2 separate regions of the Mus musculus genome follow, and region 2 is linked to region 1. Evidence: chromatin contacts called from public HiChIP or PLAC-seq data. All regions are on one chromosome and are shown on one strand. Each heading gives the region's core, a stretch centred on a gene start, on an enhancer-like site or on the middle of the called end of the contact. The rest is flanking DNA. Distances are from core to core; before and after follow the strand shown. Region 1 has its middle 33 kb from the start of St3gal6. Region 2 has its middle 15 kb from the start of Gpr15.

Evidence for each region. HiChIP or PLAC-seq counts read pairs in DNA pulled down with a chosen protein or histone mark.
Region 2: a contact with region 1 is called in an HNF4G HiChIP or PLAC-seq map of pancreatic cancer cells. The contact joins two enhancer-like sites. A contact is called at or near these places in 3 of 115 datasets of contacts at active chromatin or transcription factors (effector CD8 T cells, memory CD8 T cells and pancreatic cancer cells) and 2 of 9 other capture datasets (adipose tissue and liver).

Annotation. Positions count from the first base shown.
Region 1 is chr16:58,554,472-58,559,039 of GRCm38.p6, forward strand. It overlaps the pseudogene Gm20942. Among named protein-coding and RNA genes, the nearest start is that of St3gal6, 33 kb to the left of the region's middle. Within about 2 kb of position 2,245, at least 21 of the 459 cell types and tissues checked have an H3K27ac peak or open chromatin away from gene starts, as enhancers often do. A contact at or near this core is called in pancreatic cancer cells, where this site is marked.
Region 2 is chr16:58,701,530-58,706,097 of GRCm38.p6, forward strand. No RefSeq gene overlaps it. Among named protein-coding and RNA genes, the nearest start is that of Gpr15, 15 kb to the right of the region's middle. Within about 2 kb of position 2,047, at least 81 of the 459 cell types and tissues checked have an H3K27ac peak or open chromatin away from gene starts, as enhancers often do. A contact at or near this core is called in pancreatic cancer cells, where this site is marked.

The DNA of each region.
Region 1 (4,568 bases), core at 995-3,494:
TTATAAATTTATGTCTTATAAGTTTGGGATTTACTAAGTAATTTATTTTTAAAATCTTTATTTTTTTGTTCTCATTCTCTCTCTCTCTCTCTCTCTCTCTCTCTCTCTCTCTCTCTCTCTCACACACACACACACACACACACACACACACAAATATAACTCCCAAATGTGGCACTGAATTATTAAAGTGATGAGTGAGGATATTAGTAACTTAAACAGCACAAAGTGAAACAATCCTTCTTCGTTCATAGTCATGAAAATTAAGCTAAAGTATTTTTGTTCTCCTTCCCAGGTGTTAGGGAAGTGGTTTATATCCTTACCTTCCTTTTAGAACCAACCCCACTCACCACAGGCTAGAGGGATATGGGTGTCAGGTGGGAGAGGGGAGGGCTAGACATGGAGAAGAGGTGGTGTATTGGGTAACTAGGAGAGCTTTTGGAATGTATCCCAGAATGGGCTGAGAAAGTATGTCTTAGTGGGCTTGAAACTGTTTGGGGATTTTGCAACCTAGTGCCCTCCCTAGTTTCTTTGTTTCTTCCTTTCTTCTTTTCTTTCTTTGTTTCTCTCTCTCTCTCTCTCTCTCTCTCTCTCTCTCTTTCTTTTTCTTTCTGGAAAATTTTTTTGCAACTCTCCAACCGTACGTTACTTTTTCTTTTCAACGTCTTGCTCTGCAGCTTCCGTCGCCCTTTTTGCTCAGATACCAAAGAGCTGGGCATTGGCATCGGCCATTCAGAGACTGGCAAAAGCCTTAAAGTTCTTCTCTTCGGTGATGATTCTGGCCTTTTCCTTTTTGTATACATTCTGGATGGGCATCACGGGTCCTTGTCAACTGGGTGGTCAATTTCAGATCTTCAACTGTCTTCCTTCTTAGGAGCAGAAGGCTTCCTGGGGGAAAAGTATGAGCTTGGAGCTATACTCCTTCAGGCGCTGCACGTTGGACTGCAGATTCAGTGGATTCGTTTTGCCTCCTTGGGTCTACAGAGATGCTAGTGGTCTGAGCCATTTTCTTGTGGATCCCAGCCACCCTGAGTTCCTCCAGGCTGAAGCCTCTGCCAGGCCGGACCTTGGTGTGGTATCTAACTGTAGAGCACCTCACAATGGGCCTGATGGGGCCAGACAAGGGATGAGGGGCCTTGTGTCTCTGCATCTTGCATGCTGGCTGGTTGAACCAAGTGTCCACTCAGTGCTGCCAATCCCTGTGGAAGTGGGGTTTCAGGATCATGACATTCCAACTGGCGCCATGTCTGTTTCTATGTAGGAGAACGGCAGAGCGGAAAGGGCTGGGCAATGCAAAGCACCCTGGGGTTGTAGGGGAGTCAGTACCTTAATTTCTGGGTGAGTGTGGGAGACGTGAATGCGGTGATGCCATCGATGACAGCAGTGTCTCTGACAGCAACGTTTGCTCTAAGTAAGTTTCTAGTTCACTTGAGAATTTGAGGAATTACTCCCATCTTATTTTTCCCCTTTTCTTGCACTTACCTTTGACACTAAAGTTTTTTTTTTTTTTTAATGTTTTCTTTAGACTGAAGGGGCTACAATTGTCATTTGCTTGGGGACCCCAGACTAAAGCACAAGAAGAAGTGCAACATTTATTTACATATATTCCTGGGTAGTTCATAGAATATCCTATTGGCAAAAGGAGTTTGTTTTGCTCTGTGAGTCATTAAATCAAGAGTGTTTTATAGTTGGGCGTTGTGAGGAACTACATTTAGCTAAACTTCCTGAGAAGTGTCAAAAAGAATGATTGATTTCATGGGCTAGATACTCAGGGGCAACTACTGGAAATGCTGATGATTTTATGATGGTCAGAGTAAGCTTGATCAAAAATTATGAAAAACAGGAAGTTTGCCTGACCTCAGCAAATTGAGTAACAGTGTAGCTTTAGTTCATTTCAATAGATCTGAATATCCACCATGGCTTTGTAGCCACATGATTACTGCAAGGAAAACTCCAAGCATTTTGTTTTGTTTGTCTTTGTCTGGGCTTATAAGTTTGCCCTTCCTTCTTCTGACAATCATTTCTTGTTTCCCCTAACAGATGTTTTAATATGTGACTTTATATATGATGGCTTGAAGTCTGATGTTCAGAGTCCCGGTCCTGTAGTTTATCAGCACAAATAGGGAGAGAATTTTACAACTTCCTACTTGGAGTTTTGCCATTTGTGAAGTCTGAATGGCAAAGGCTACCTCCAACATTGTGTTAAGGATTAGAGACAGCAGCTAAAACCGGTGGCATATCCCACAAAGCCAGACATTCCACAATGACGCAGCTACCTGTGGTTTCAGATTCAGAACACATCACTATTGTTTACTTAGGGTTCTCTAGAGTCACAGAACTTATGGATAGTCTCTATATAGTAAAGGAATTTATTGATGACTTAGGGAAATTGCAATGCTAGAGTGGATATATTGTGTAAAACCTAATCTTCCACAATGGAAAGGTCCAGAAGATATGACCTTTACCAGCTCTATAAGACGCAAACTGGTGAGAGGGGCACCAGCACATTTGAAGGGTTTTGTTCTTTCCCTTTTCCTTGTGCCAGACCTTAGCATTGGAGATGCTTCTGCTCAATTAGATGAATTAAATTCACTGGGTTTAATTGGATTCTGAGGTAACAAGGGCCAGGTGGCAACATTGAATCGCCAGAGACAAGGTGATCCTAGTTATTATAATGGACAGCATAGACAAAACAATGTTTATAATAACATACCCAGTAATGGTCAGCACAGGAGAGGTGAAATTTATAATGGCATGACTCTCTTGGACCTTTGGTACTGGCTAATCAATCATGGTGTTTCCAGGAACGAAATACATAGGAAGCCTACTGCATATTTGTTTTATCTGTATAAGCAGAAAAATTCTCAAACAAATGAAAGGAAGGCTACATTAGATCGTGGTAAACGGCCAGTGAATCAATATCCAGATTTGAGCCAGTCTGCAGTCCAATTTCCAACAATGGTTCAGTAGTAGCTGTAAATGGAAATCCAAAGATCTAGTAGTCACTCAGTCCCTCACGGCAAGCAGGTGAGGGAGCAAGAGTGAGACTCCCTTCTTCCAATGTCCTTATATTGTCTCCAGCAGAAGGTGTAGCCCAGATTAAAGGTGTGTTCCACCACACCCTTAATCCCAGATGCCCTTGAACTCGGAGATTTAATCTTCTGGAATCCATAGCCACTATGCCTCAAGAAATCCATACCAAGATCCAGATCAGAAACTTCTATCTCCAAGCCTCCAGATAAGGGTCACTGGTGAGCCTTCCAATTCTGGATTGTAGTTCATTCCAAATATAGTCAAGTTGACAACCAGGAATAGCCACTACAACTATTTAAAAATTTCAAGCATTTATTATGAAACACATGCTTAGGAGAAACTATTAAGTATATCAGAGATTATAAAGTCTGATCTAAAATCTTGGGGCCTAAGTATTGTCATAATCTGCATGTGTTTTAGGGAACATGGGGACAGCCACCCAGCAAGCAGTGAGGTGACAATCTACTATGTTATGGAGGTGTGTGTGTGTGTATGTGTGTGTGTGTGTGTGTGTGTGTGTGTGTGTGTGTGTGTGTAGCACTGCATAAACTCTGGGTGTGGTGGTACAAGCCTGTAATTCCAGCAGTCAGCAGGATCAAGTGTTCAAGGTTAGCCCACACCAAATAGCAACTTTGAGGTCAATCTACGTTGCAACCCATCCCAAGAACAACAAAGAAGGCTAGGTGGAGGCTCTGACTCCTGAAAGTTTGAGTTGTTCTGGGAAACTTGTAAACTGACTTCCATGGGTCTTGGCTGTATTTTTAAAGCCATTTAAACAATATTTTCTGTTACCTGAAGCTGAATGTATCCTGACTAATTTGAAAAACATAGTTACTTTTAAATTTACTTTCTTACTTGTTTGTTGGTTTATTTGTTTGCTTGAGACTGAGTTTTTCTGTGTAGCTCTGGCTGTCCTGGAACTCACTCTATAGACCAGGCTGGTCTTGAACCACCTGATTCTGTCTTCCAAGTGTTAGGACTAAAGACATGCACCACCACTGCCTGGCTAAATTTCATTAATTTTCTTCTCAAGCTTCCTACTTTTCCAATCAGTAAATTGGAAAAATAAATTAAAAATTAAGCTATTGAATCCTACCTAGCAAAATAAATAATGTGATTTGACCCTAATGAGTAGTTTCCAGGAATGACTGCGTAATTATTATTTTTTTGTTTCTTTTCACACTCTCTAACCCCACACCAGCTACTTGATATTTCCTGTGAAAGGCCTGTACCTGGAAAATGATTTATCCATGCGCCAGACACAGTGATTGCTGCCATTAAAATTAGTAAGGTGCATGCAGTTGCCTTTTGATCACTCAGTTTGGATGAAATTTGTTGACTATGGCACAAAAATGTTACACCACAATAATGGGTGGTTTTTGTTTTCTTTTGCTCAGTATCATAACCTTTCATTGGTCTGTCTCCTATATTTATGAACACAGTTAAACCAACAGCCATAACAAGTCTGTGAATAGTTTTCTTAGCAAAGGCATTATTAACCATAAAGGTCACTTATGCTAAGGTTCGTTATGACCTCT
Region 2 (4,568 bases), core at 797-3,296, 150 kb after region 1:
ACATGGCAATGTATGTCCATCGGTTGCAATGGATTTACCTCAAACTGGCTGCTGGGAGGTAAATAACAGAGAGGTTATGAGTGCACCTCCCTGCAGTCTTTTGGGGAGCTAAACTTTCTGTATAAAATAAAGCCTTCATTAAAACCATACCAAAATACCACCTCCAATCCTTTGTTACTTGGAAGTGCAGATGGCCTATGAAAGAGTCAAGTGCTAAAGTCCAAAAAAGACAAAAATCGTTGTAGGGAGAAGAAAGCCATAAGCTGCTGGGCTAAAGGCTCTGGCTCTGGCTCTGGATGGGTGTGAGAGCTGGTGTGATCTACAGTTTTCTCACAGATCGCCAGGGGGGGAGGGGGCAACCCCCAGAGTCAAGAGGAAACACTGATTGAAGGCATCGGCTCTGGGTCCTGGCCATGGCTGGATTACTTCCTGTGTGAGTGATTGTGAGAACGCCCCGAGACTTATTTTTCTTACCTGAGTGACAAGTATCTTCCCAGCACAGTGAAGGAGGCTCTGCAGTACAGTACATCCTCTGCTCTTTGCTCTGAAGTGATGCCAAGATTTTGGTTATTACTCACAAAGAGAACGATGCCCCTGAAGCATGCAAGCCGCAGACATGCATTGAGGTCTGCCTGCCTGGATTCTGCCAGTTTGTCTCTGCTTGTCCCTGAATGGGATGCGCTTACCTTCCCATCTATAAGACTGAAGAATTAGTTTATCTTATTGTTTTAAGGACAACTTAGATATGTCTGGAACATATTTAGTGAAGTACATTTATCCATTTTACCCCAGTAAATGACCCACGAAAGCTGTGCTCTTTCTTTTCCAAGTGTGGCACAACATCAGAAACCTGTCTCTGCCATTTATTTTAGCTCAGGCTAAATTAATGCCCCCATTGCTCCAGGAGAGAGGGAAGCTGACTTCTTCCGTGTTTCCTTGCTGTATGATCACTTCCTTCTTTTAGCTCATTGGTGTCTGATGACGATGGAAACCTCCTCCCACTCTCTTTGATGTTTTAATAAATAAATCTAAATAAACGGACCATAGACAGACTGACCAGAGAAAAACCATTTAAATTGCACGCATGCACAAACGTCCCGCAGACATGATACATGACGAACAGCTCATATTTGCAGGTAAGCACCCTGAGGATGAAGAGAGTAGGAGCTTGGAGCATCTTCAAGAAGATTGAGATGGAGCCTGTGCTGAGCCAGTGGAATGGAAACAAGGCCGATTTGCTACACAGACAAGTTGTGTCTGAGCATCTCTCTGAAGACCTGGTGACAGTCTGTGACAGAGCCTGCCTGTCACAGTAGACGGTGTATCTTCCATCTTTTCTGCAATGTAATTTGCTTTCTTCCACATGGAGGCAATTCCTTCAGAGGGGACTCAGGACAATGGCAGTGACTTGTGCATCTTTTGGCATATGAAACATGTCAGGAAAAGCTTCTCCCCACACCTTGAGAGAATAGGGAGTTAGAGTGAGAGGGCAGAAGGTTACAGACCTTGGTTCCGAGGTCTTCCTATTCTGCTTAGCTCAAAGTTTTCAGCATGCTCAAGTGACATACTTGGGGTATTACTTCTCGAACCCCAGCAATCTCTAGGACAGACATGTGACATTTTTATCCTATTGCTCTATTAGAGTTGTATCTATTTGAGAGGAAGTAAACCACAAGGGGATCTTTGGACAATTAAAAGCTGTGTGTTACATTTAGAAAAGGAGAGAACTTTAAAAATACGAAGATAAATTCTGCAGTGAGGGGAGTGGTGGAAATCCCGATTGTTCATTACTAGTGTTACATTTTTATAAAAAGATGTTTATTCTCTTCTTCTTGACCATGTTTTCATTTGACACCTGTCTTCTTGGGTGGAAATAGCCTTTCTATGAAGCCCCTGGGAGTAGAGGAGTGGGGAGTTTCTGCTCCTTGCGTGTGATTGCTTTCCTTTGTTAAGTAATGAGATCAGTCAGCATGTCACACTTTACTCTCCAGTGATGGCCACCACCTCTCGATTTCATGAGAAACGATAAAACAAATGAGTCACCCCAAGGGTGCTTCAAGAATGGCACGCTAGGCTCAGGCTGGCCCCACCTCCTCTGTAGCTGAAGAGGTTCCAGAAAAAGCCTTCTGGGATGCTTCTCCCACTTCCCTCTCTTTCTCTCTTCTTGCCTCTCATTTGTCTTTCTGGATTCCACAGAACTGTTTTAACTGGCAAATATGAATCTTATTTGAAATATGAAAAGCAGTACTCTGTGACTTTTTGTCGTTTAAGGTACATTTCTGCACATACAGACAAGGCATTTTGAAAAGAGGAGGGCAGAGGTGTTTACTCTTAATTCGCAGTCGCCCCGGGTGACCTGGTCCAATTTTAGAAAACTCTGCTTAGCCTGCATTCTGTTTCCTCTTCCTTCTGAGATAAACTTGGCTTAGGTGAGTGTTTTCATAACCCTTGCCCTGTGTTTTAGCCACGGTTGCTTTCTTATCTTTTAAATTACAACCATTCTTTGTTTAAATGCTTGGAATGTTTCACAGTTAAATCACTCTCATAAGTCACGGGAGAAACACAAAAATACAGTGTGGAGTGACTCCAAATGGGACTCAGTTCTAAACCACTTTATAAGATCAGATTTGTAAATAATCACCTGCTTATAAAGGAGATGGTTGGTCACATAAGAAGAGAGTAGGGAAGGATTTTTTCTTATTGCTCAGTTCATGTATCCTTTGGGAGGAAAGCAAACCAATAGTGCTTTGGATTCCCTTAGCCCTAAGCCCTATTCCAAAGTGTTTTTTTTTTTTTCTTATCTCCTGATTTTATTGTATAAGCCTGGATAGAGTGAGTCTTTGAACACAGGAGATTTGGAAATTAGGATGGTGCATGAGAGTGCTAGAAACTGGAGAAAATTCTATAGCCCAGTAGAGAAGGATAGCAAAAACCAACACAATTTTGATCAAGGAAGCAGGTAACATCCTGGCCCAACTGCTTATTTTTTTCTTTTTATGAAAATTCTTTAAGATTACTTAGACCACAGTGTTTAGATAGGTTAGCATCTTGATGATCAGCTGAATAAATGAAGACACACAAGACGAATGTTGCCAGATGGCTTAAGGTGGAGCACATTTATAGTCCATCTACTCTAATCCTACCAGTTTCAGACCTGGGGTTAATACCCATGGTGACTGCTGGTTTCCTTCTAAACAGGTTCTAACATTTAGGAACAACTTCCACAGAACACTTTTAGTGACTTGTCAGTATTTGACTTAGTAATGCTGCATATTTGAGAACAGAAAAATAAAGGACGATGTTTTCTGTCATGTAACTATCCTCATTCTTCTCTCAACTAGTCCCCTGCTACACATTGTGTGTCACAAAGCTTTTATTTTAAATGTCTTAGACAGGCTTTAAACTTACTTTCCCTCAAGATGTGGTATATGATTAATATTAAAGCAATGGCACCCTCCTATTTTATATACTTTCTACTCCAGTTGAACCCCAATCTCACTAGGAAGTTGAAAAACACTGGCTTAGGTTATAAGCCCTAAGCCTGTAAGAAGACACATTGCTTTGCAGAGTATTTATAGCAAGCACTATGACCTTCTTGAAGGCTGGATGTTAATTAGTTATGACTACTTCTTAATTCAGGGGTGACACAGATGAGCAGGAACAGATAGCAAAGGCTGGTTTATTAGCAATGCTGAGAGAAGGCTAATTACTGGGCATATGTTATTACTCTGTGGAAATGGATTTATTGCAAGGGACCCTGCCAAAGCCTTTGTAGTCTGTATTACTGAGGGGTTTAAAGGCCCATGTTAAATGAGGAAGGAAGCAGAAGCCAATACCCTTTGGCCAATAGACACTGCTCACAGAGAAAAAGTCTACTGACTGTATTTTACCATTTGCAGAAACCAGTACAGCTGGTTAGTCACACCCATGGAGCAGAGGCATGGAGAATGGAAGCCCTTTGCTGCATCATTTGCCAATCTGGCTTAGTTAGAACTTGGAGAAAACTTAGCTTATTCTTTTGGGTAGAAAGGCAGTTAAAGAGATGAAGCCAACTGAGACAAAGGGAAATACTGGCTGGAGGATGTGTTCCATTAAGGGTTTCAGACTCAAATAGTTCTATGGCAAGGCCTTGTCAGGTTGACTACAGCAGCCTTCTGGACACAATGATGGGCATTTGAGGGAGGGCTTCAGGGCTGATGTCCTCCCTGTTTTAAATCTGGGCTTTTAGTCACGGTGTGTGTTAAGTATACTTACAATGAGTGCATCCAAAGAAAAAACAGTCCCTTGTGCAATTTGTTACCAGAATGAGTAACAAACTGTATTCCCTAGTCCCTTAGCCTGAGGAGGGGCAGAGTTAGGGAATCCTGTTAGGTTCGTGACGTGCACACACATTTCTCCCTCACCTCAGTCCTTAGGAGTGCGGATTTGCCAGAGAATATTTTTTTTTAAATTTCTCTACTTTTTTATTTTATTATCTTTTAAAAATTTATTTATTTATTTATTTATTTATTTATTTATTTATTTATCATTTTCTTTATATACATTTCAAATGCTATCCTGAAAGTTCC